Linked DNA regions of Sus scrofa: regions 2 and 3 are each linked to region 1. Evidence: chromatin contacts called from public HiChIP or PLAC-seq and promoter capture Hi-C data. All regions are on one chromosome and are shown on one strand. The core of a region is the stretch at or near the end of the contact, and the rest is flanking DNA. Distances in the headings are between cores, read along the strand shown.

Region 1 (3,071 bases), core at 423-2,922:
TTCCAAAAGGTTGAGATCAAAAGGTTAAATAGCCACTGCCAAAGAGGAAGAGAATGAGGTTTTGGGGGTTTTTTTTAGTTAAAAAAACAAAACCCAGGATTTACTCTGTGGCTCAGCGGGGTTAAAGACCTGGCATTGTCATTGCAGTTGCGGTTGCTGCTGTGATGCAGATTCCACCCCTGTCCTGGGAACTTCCGTATGCCAGGGTCATGGCCAAAAACAAAACTCAAAAAACCGGAAGCGCAGAGAAGGGCTAAGCTTAGGGAGAAAAAAGAAAAACCTTTAAAGAAAGGCTAGAAACAGATTTTTTTTTCTAAAGTTCAGAATTACATCATCATCTCAGTAAAACAGGGAGTGAAGATCTGGAAACACTGGGGGAACCTGTGCAAATACGCTCCAGTGAAGGGAGATTAAAGAAGCTGGGCAGATGAAGTGGGCCAAGTCTGTCTTCCTCAACCGAGCCGGCAACTCTTAGCGATGCACCTGCGCAACGTCCCGTCCGGGAGATGGTGCCCAAGGCTGGGAATTGCTGGAACTGTTCTCTAACCAGTGAGCTCTCCTCTGAGACTCCAGCCCACCCGCCTGGGAGGGACAGCGGTCTCACCACAGAAGGAAACCGTCACTGGTCGGAGGGGTTCACCAATGAGTCAGCTCTGGGACAAGCTGTGCGTCCGACAAGTTTCCACATAGTTGCTGTGCTTCCCTACAAACATAGGCAGCTGCCACCAGCCTGGCCTCCCCATCCGTCTTCGTCTCTGAATCATCCCGCCTTATTTCGACATTTCCCTTCTCCTCCAGCTCTCTGCCTGGCGTAGGACCTAACAGCAGGCTTCCGGAGAACTCATTCACTCAACAACTGCAGGGTTTACTGGGTGAATGCGGGGCAAGCCCAGTGCCAGGCACTGGGGGCTGAAGAGCACAAGGCCTTCAGGAGTCCGCCCGCGCGCAGCCCTGAAGGACCAACACTCTCGATCTGACCTTAGTTTAACGGGCTGCTGCCAGCATGTCGCAACAGTTTTACCGACAAGTCGGCGGGCCACGCCAGGGGATGCCCGGCCCAGGCCCGCCCCGCCCCACGCCATCCAGAGATCCCGCGGGAACAGAGCTCTCGAGCCAAGGCCACCCGCCAGCAAGCGATCCTCGAGTCTCGGGATTCGGGGCGGGGGCTCGAGAACGGGTCCTAACGGCATCCGTCAGCGGTTTGACCTTGAAAACCTGGCACCGCCCTCCCCTTCCACCCCCCCCGTCTTCACCCCACCAAACCCGGCTGCAGTGCCCACAGCCTCACCGGCGCCAGTCCGGGGCCCAAATTCCGCCTCGATAGCCCCTGGCGCTTCGCCCTCTTGCTGTAGCCAATCAGATTCCGACGTGGTGCTGGCCAATGGCCGCGGTCAAAGTATCAAGAGTGGTTGAGCCTATCAAAGTTTAGCCTTAAGTTTCTCCCGCCCTCTAGAAAAGTCGGAGGGCGGGTTTATCTTACATGTCGGCCAATCAAATGGCCAATAAACAAGACACCTCCAAGATCAAAGGGGAAGGGGTGGGATCTAAGCAGTAGCAACGCCGCGGGGCGGAGGAATGACAGGCAACTTTACTAATACCACAGACATATTTTTTCTACGTAAACTAAGGGGAGGGGCTATCTTGGCGGCTGCACCAATGGCTGGTTGAGGGGCGTGTCTTCGGGGCCAAGCGGGAGCCCGAGGCCCCGGGCTCCCTGGGCCGCGCCTGAGGCAGACGCAACGGGGCTGGGGGGCGGCGGCGGCAGTGGCGGCGGCAGCGGCGGCAGCGGGGGTGGGCGCCGCAGCTGGCCTGGGTGGATGGAGTTGGAGGGGCGGGGTACTGGCGGTGTGGCGGGGGGGCCGGCAGCGGGGCCGGGGCGGAGCCCCGGGGAGTCGGCGCTGCTGGAAGGGTGGCTGCAGCGGGGCGTGGGCCGGGGGGCCAGCGGCGGGGAGGCCGGGGCCTGCAGGCCCCCGGTAAGGCAGGATCCGGACTCCGGCCCAGACTACGAGGCGCTGCCGGCTGGAGCCACTGTCACCACGCACATGGTGGCGGGCGCCGTGGCAGGAATCCTGGAGCACTGCGTGATGTACCCCATCGACTGCGTCAAGGTGAGACCTGGACCTGTTCTGAACCCAACCTGGGGCTGACCTGACCCCTGGGTCATGTCCGGAGTCAGGGTCTCAGCCGAGAGCCGGAGCCGACATGGGTTCCTTTCTGGCTCCTGTCACCAGCCACGCTATTCGACCATACTCCATGCAAGCAAGGTTCCGGTCAGGAATTGATTCCAGTTAGGAACCAGGACCATTTTCTAACCTTCAGTGAGATTTGAATCGGGACTCTGGAAAGAAAATCTGTCAGCCAAAGGCCTGGATCCCTGCTGGGACTAAACAGGAGTAGGGTCGGGTGGGAAGGGAGCAGGTAAGTGCTACTAACTTGATTAAGGTGAAGCCTACTGAAGACCTTGAATAGGATCTTAATGGCTTGAGATGTTCTCTGGCAAATGCTCTTACAAGCTTCTTGCTGTGTTTTCCCTTAAAAGAGACAGGGCAGGAACCAGAATCTGGGATCTCTCAGTTAGATAAAGGATTTCCTTATTAAATCTTAACCCATGAGTGATTTGAAATCACTGTGCAGTCAGAATTCAGAGTTCCTGACTGGAAATAATGTGGGAAAGATGATGTTCAGGAAAAAGTTTCGGTTTCTCTATGCAGCAAGCATGATACCCCACCTATTTCCTGACCATGAAAATTGAGCTGGGATGGGGATTGTGTATGTGCAGGGAGCACAGTGGCCCTCAAAGGAGAAATGGACCTCATGGTGTATTTTTTAGCCACTTGAGGTAGACAACAAGAGAAAAGTTGCTTAGAAGGGAAGCATGGCAATACTGGAAAGTAGATGTTAGTGTGAAGAAAATAAAATCGGATCCATACGAGGATGTGATTCATGTGAAAGTAAAACTTAATTTTTTTATCCACACCAAGCAGCCTGATGAGTGGGTCCAAGAAGTCAGGTACTTGTGAGAAAAGCTGGGTGAAGAGGGGAACAGATTCTTTACAGTTCTTTTTCTTATG
Region 2 (3,071 bases), core at 201-2,700, 170 kb after region 1:
TTACTTTGCATGAATGTTTGAGGTTTGTTGTGTTATCCAATGAATAGAGACTGAGATATTGCTTTTTTTCTGAAAAGCCTTCCACTACTTATTGAATACTTACCAAGTGCAAGAAACTGAAGGAGACCAATACAGGGCAAGTTCTCTAGCCAGAAGGAGCTTACCATCTACAAGGGGTGTGGCAGATACGCAATGACAATAGCTAATATTGCGGGAGTGCTTACTATATGCAACTAAACACTTCATACATATTAACTCACATAATCCCCACAACAACCATAAGGAAAGTACTATTATCTCCATTATATGGAGCATGAACAGAGAGGTTAAGTAGCTTGCCTAGATCTGCCCAGATTAGTAAATGGCAGCACTAGAATTTAAACCTAGGTTGTCTAGCTCCAGAGCTAGGTTCTTAACTGGGCATTTTCTAAAACTGTAATATTGCCAACAAGATACAGAAGCATAGGAAAGGGAGATGAATTTTAACCAGAGTGAGGGTTAAGGCATAGCTTTATGGAGGAGGCATTTGTTCTGGATCTTGAAGGTCAATAGGTGGAGAGAGGGGTTGGGGAAGGAACAGGCAGACTAAAAGAAGATTTTGGGTACCAGCCAGCTGATGGCAGCAAGATCTGGTTGAGTGCCTGTGTGGGAGAAAAGCTGGAGGGGGCGGCTGCGCCCATATTCTCAAGATCCTTGAGGATCAAGCCCTGTCAGATAGGAAGGGGAGAAAACGCCCGCAATTGGAAGAGTGGCAGAAAGGAACTCCTGGACACTTCCTCTTATCTTGCCTTGCTTTGCCTCTCGTCATGTCTTGCCTCCTGTCTGAAACCAAGGCAGGTGGCCCACCCACATTTCTCTCAGGCAGAGAAGGTCAAGGTCGCCCGCGCGGGCTCCGGAACGGCACGATTGGCAGAGGACTCCCGTCCCGAGTGCAGACGCCGGATTTGGCTGCTAGCCTGAGCCAGGCCAGGATGGGTCAGGAATGTACGCACTCTGCGGCGTGGCAGCTAGAACACCAGTTCTGTGGGTACCAGAAGGCCGGTCCTCCGGAATTCCCGCGGGCCACCGCCTGCTAATCTCTTGGCCCTTGAAGGTCGAGGAAACCGCCTCGCGGTACGACTGCCGCTCGGCTCCTTCCTTCAGCACCGGTAGGGCCAAGGAACAACAGCCTCAGTGATAGGAGGACGCTCTGCCAATCAGCCATAGACCCGCCCCATCTCGGCCGGCGTACAGTGCATTGGTTGCATCATTACCGGCCTCTGACAAGGTTCTCTTCTTGGATTGGCTAATAGCATCCCCTCCCTCCTGGCCTTTTTTGTCAGAAGCTCACGATTGGTTAACAGCTTTGCCAAACTCCCGACACGGCTCGACCATTGGAGGCCGTGGGCCCGCCCCCGCCTACTAGGTGAAGGTGAGAGTCTCCTCCAGTTGCAGCGGTTGGACGGTACCGAGCGGCTCCGGGCGCGAGGTGAAAGCTCCCGGCCGACTCCTGCTCTCTAGCTATGGCACCTCCATCAGTCTTTGCCGAGGTTCCTCAGGCCCAGCCGGTCCTTGTCTTTAAGCTCATTGCTGACTTCCGGGAGGATCCGGACCCCCGCAAGGTCAACCTAGGAGTGGGAGGTAAGGATGCAGTGCCCAAGTGTGTGAACAACCTGGGAGTGGAGCGGACCTAACTTGGGCTATGGGGACCGTAGGAGATGCCGAGGCCCACCTTGGTTCTGTCGGAGAGGTGGCAAGATCCACGAGGCTTGGTTCCATCTGCCCATTTTACAGATGGCCATATGGAGTCCTTGAAAAAGGGAGACGTATCTATGTACACACAGGAAGGTGTAGCAATCAGGACACAAACTCAGTTTTTCCGATTCTCTATTGTGTGTGTTATACTGCGTCCTTTCCCTAGGGAAAGGATGATTGAAAGGAGAGAGGGGAAAATAGAACGTTTGATATCAGGCTTGGAGACCTGATAGCTGGGGAATGGATAAAGGAGAACTCGTAGTCCTAGGGAGCGCTGATCTGGGTCGGTAAATATTTGACTGACTACCAGGTGTCAATCAGGCACTTTACCAAACCCTGTAAAAGACTGAGGCTTGGTTTTGGCTCCAAGGAGATTAAAATCAGCAGTGATAAAATAGAGATCTAAAATTCTTTCGAGACACGTTAATGCTCTTTGGGACGATCTGGGAAGAATGTGGTGGGAACGGGCAGGGATGGTGAAAGGAGTGGAAAGAATATAGATGGTGAAAAGGAGTGCGATGCATCACTTTGCACACATCTTTGTCTTTATTTCTTGTTTGTCTTTCTTGGACCTTGGATAGGTCAGAGCATGGGCCTTCAATTTGCCTTACTGCTAAGAAAAAGACTTGGACTGGAGTGCCTCTGAAATTTAACTCTAATCTTAATCTTCTCTGGTGAATGTATTATTTCTGTCACTGTCATTTGGATGTTTGAAGCCACACAGACACTCAACAACACCCAAAGACCAGCCAGGGAGAAGAGAGTGAATAGGATGATGTTCTGTGCTAGGGAACAAACTTAGAGCAAAAGGACTAGAAATTTTGAAAAGAGAAAATTGAACTGTTTTGTAGCAGAGACGCAGTGGCGAGAAGGAGGTTCAGAATTAGGTGTCTTACAAGTGACTGTGTCTGTCCATAGGACCTGTTAAAGTCTTCACCAAGGAGTATGGGGGATGAGTGAGAAGAAAGCCTTTAGAAAGTTCTTGGTTTGTTGAAAGCTGGATAATGGGTACATGGGCATCCATTATATTATTTTTATAATTTTTGTATATATTTGAAATTTTCCATAATAAAGCATTTAAAAAAAGCCAGTTCTACATAGTTTCACCCACAGAGGGAAGGTAATGTTTTTAGCAACAAGCAGAATAGAGTAACATTGAAAGATTGCCTTGAATTGAATTGGAATGGTCGCTCTTCAAGCTCTTTATCTATCCAAAACTTCCAAATATGTCTTTAGGGCTCCATTTATCAGGAAGAACTAATATTGATATTAATCTAAATACATTTTTTTTAAAACCTCAGGTTTTATTGTCTCAATTACCTTTAAACTGTCTTTCA
Region 3 (3,071 bases), core at 215-2,714, 150 kb after region 1:
TATCTGAAAAGCACATGGAATTAGTTTGCAGAGTGTTAAACATATAGACACTCCGCAAATGTTAGTTTCCCCGTGTGTGTGTGTGTGTGTGTGTGTGTGTGTGTGTGTGTTTGGAGTGAAGAGGAACTACTGTTGATGTGGATGAACTGGAGGACCTTTCCAGAAATAAAGGATTTGTAAACAATCCAACAAATAAACACCAAAAATCAAGCACAAATCAGAGAGGAACAGAGGTGAAAAATGGGGGAGAAAAGGTTAGAAAAATGCTATCAACAGCAGGTATTTACCAAGCACCCTCTAGTTGTATTTTTACGTCCTCTACCAGCTAAGCAGCATATGGGACTCAAGGATATTCTTTCTTTTTTTTTCTTTTTTTTTGGCCATTTCTTGGGCGGCTCCCACGGCATATGGAGGTTCCCAAGCTAGGGATCTAATCAGAGCTGTAGCCGCCGGTCTACACCACACCACAGCCACAGCAACGAGGGATCCGAGCCGCGTCTGCGACCTACACCACAGCTCATGGCAACACCGGATCCTTAACCCACTGAGCAAGGCCAGGGATCGAACCCGCAACCTCATGGTTCCTAATCAGATTCGTTAACTACTGAGCCATGACGGGAACTCCAAGGATACTCTTGTCCTCAAAAGCCTACCATACTTTTGAGGGGTAAGACTTACTTATTTGTCAAAGACATAATTAAAATTCAAAGGCATCATTACCCTTAGAGTTGAGAGGAAAGAGCACTCCCTGTATTTATAGTCTCTTTGGAGACCAGATAGAAATTCAGTGGGAGTCAAGAGAAAATGAGAAAATCTTGAAAGAGTGACCATTTGAGTCTGATGACAAAGGGAATGTCTTTACGGGGGCGTGGGGAGGCGTTGGTTTTGTTAAAACTGCAGTGGGGAAAAAGATCTTAGTATTCTTTGCAACAACAGAAAATCCCCAGACAAACCTAAATGGGGCCTGGTAGTCTCACTGGCTTTATGCGAAGGGGGTGGGAGGTGGGGGGACCGGCTGGAGACATCCAGTGCACACTCCTGGTTTCCTCATTCAGCCTGAGAGACACTGATACCCCTTGTTGAGTTACTTATCCAGATCCTCTTTAAGCTCCATTTCTTTCTTTCCCCAGCAGATCCCTGGAGAGATGCCCTTTCAACCTCCCATCTCTGCTAAATGCCTTTTGGATCCCAGCAGTGGACTCCACTGGATGGGTGGATTGACTCAGAGCAGACTGTTACTGAGGCCTATTAGGGTTGGTGAAAAGCATTCTAGCCAGAGCCTCCAGGTTAGAAGAGAAATGACAGTATCCCTGTGACAAAGCCCAGCAACCCCCCCCCCCCGACAAAGGGTTAAAACTCCCCCCTCCCCTGCCCCCCAACTTGCTGCCAGAGATCAGCTAATCTGATAATTATGGCAACAAACACAGTTTAGACAAACAAGACCTGACCCTGAGGGTTTGGAATGAAAACATTTACTCTCTCTCTCCCCAGAGAGACGGTGCCTGGAGCATACACACAGAGAGACACTGGGAAAATACCCTTGTGCTGGAGCGACAGGGTGAAAACATCTGTGTTCCTGAGCTGCTTAAGAAGATAAAGTTAATGGGGAGAAGGCAGGGGGCGGGGGAGGTGGGAGGAGTGGGGAATGGTGCAGTCTGAGGGCGCGCATGTTTGGAGCAGATGGAAAATGTACCCAGAACTGGAGATGTGAGCCAATTGTAACTGATTTTACAACAGAGGTATACAGAGGAGTCTCAAAGATGCAGAATTCCAGTGAAAAACCTGGAGGGTGGCTAAAGGAGGAGAAACCTCTTAAACCCCCAAAGTAAGATTAATTCCTGAGAGCGGGCAGGGAAGATGATCCCAAGTGGTCCATGATTCTAAGTGAATTTCATACCTGCCTGCCAGGGAGTGAGGTTTACAGGGCGACCTGGCTAATCGTCGTTTTCTCACCCCCAATTTTGCTTCTAAACTGGACATGCCCTTCCCCTCTCCGCCGCCTGCCTCAAAACTTGTCAAGCTACTCCTTCTCTTTTGCTAAAATGCTGCTTCCTAGCAGTCTAATATGTGACACAAATGAACCTCTACAAAAATGAAACAAACTCATGGACTTGGAGAACAGACTTGTGGTTGCCAAGAGGGAGGGGGTGGGGGAGGGAGTGGGGTGGACGGGGAGTTTGGGGTGAGTAGATGCAAACTATTGCCTTTGGAGTGGATAAGTAATGGGATCCTGCTGTAGAGCACAGGGAGCTGTATCTAATCACTTGTGATGGAACATGATGGAGGATAATGTGAGAAAAAGAATGTATATATATGCATGCCTGGGTCACTGTGCAATATGGCAGAAATTGACAGAACACTGTCAATCAACTAAATAAGAACCATTTTAAAAGTTAATTAGATAAATAAATAAGAAAAGGAAAACTTGGTAGTTGCTGAACGTGGAGATTCTGATCTTGGCTTGCTTCAACCTGGAATTCCAATAGTTTCTCCTTTGCCAACTGCCCTCATGTTTTGCCGCCATATATCCAGGAAGGAGCCTAATCGCACCTCCGCACCAGATGTCATTTCTTTTTGATACGTGGCTGGTGGTGTATCAGCTGGTTGGCACTCCTCTCTCTGCAGAGCAAGATGATCTCTAGGCATCCAAATCCTTGGGGATTTGCAGATCATATATACAGATGACACCAAGCTAAGAGGAGGAACTACTGTGATTGATGATAGGATCAAGGTTTAAAATGCATTCTGTAAGGGGAAAGAGGGTCTAAAATCAATAAGATAGGATGTGCCAGGAATGGGAAGCACTGCATTTAGGTCCAATAATCAATGGCATGAGTACAGGATGGAAACACCTACAAAACAACAGTTTATGTAAAAACAAAATAAAACAAACAAAACATTTTTGGGGGTCCACAACTGATTCAATATGAGACAACAATGAACCTCTCTGCCTAAGGAATAGATACAACCATAGTAGGTATTAATAAAAGTATTGTGATCACATTAACATTTGACTTCTTTTTAGCAGGGAAAGGGTAGAACTGAACAAATCTTGATTTTTTTCTCTTTAA

The links. Promoter capture Hi-C pulls out the DNA fragments that hold promoters and counts their contacts. HiChIP or PLAC-seq counts read pairs in DNA pulled down with a chosen protein or histone mark.
Region 2: an H3K27ac HiChIP or PLAC-seq map of alveolar macrophages shows a contact between it and region 1. The contact joins the promoter of GOT1 here to the promoter of SLC25A28 in region 1. A contact is called at or near these places in 2 of 5 promoter capture datasets (fetal skeletal muscle and liver), 23 of 47 Hi-C or Micro-C datasets (adipocytes, alveolar macrophages, blood and 15 more) and 2 of 2 datasets of contacts at active chromatin or transcription factors (alveolar macrophages and skeletal muscle).
Region 3: a contact with region 1 is called in a promoter capture Hi-C map of liver, with 2.1 times the contacts expected there. The contact joins the enhancer-like site here to the promoter of SLC25A28 in region 1. A contact is called at or near these places in 1 of 5 promoter capture datasets (liver) and 13 of 47 Hi-C or Micro-C datasets (adipocytes, blood, embryonic fibroblasts and 7 more).

Annotation. Positions count from the first base shown.
Region 1 is chr14:110,804,232-110,807,302 of Sscrofa11.1, reverse strand. It overlaps SLC25A28 (mitoferrin-2), which reads left to right and starts at 1,672. Exons shown (of 4, transcript XM_003133165.4): 1 at 1,672-2,108. The coding sequence starts at 1,818. LOC110256623 (a long non-coding RNA gene) reads right to left here and starts at 1,572. Exons shown (of 2, transcript XR_002338384.1): 1 at 1,289-1,572; 2 at 1-703.
Region 2 is chr14:110,634,204-110,637,274 of Sscrofa11.1, reverse strand. GOT1 (glutamic-oxaloacetic transaminase 1) reads left to right here and starts at 1,450. Exons shown (of 9, transcript NM_213927.1): 1 at 1,450-1,620. The coding sequence starts at 1,503.
Region 3 is chr14:110,655,799-110,658,869 of Sscrofa11.1, reverse strand. No RefSeq gene overlaps it. Among named protein-coding and RNA genes, the nearest start is that of GOT1, 22 kb to the right of the region's middle. Within about 2 kb of position 1,464, at least 4 of the 83 cell types and tissues checked have an H3K27ac peak or open chromatin away from gene starts, as enhancers often do. A contact at or near this core is called in liver, where this site is marked.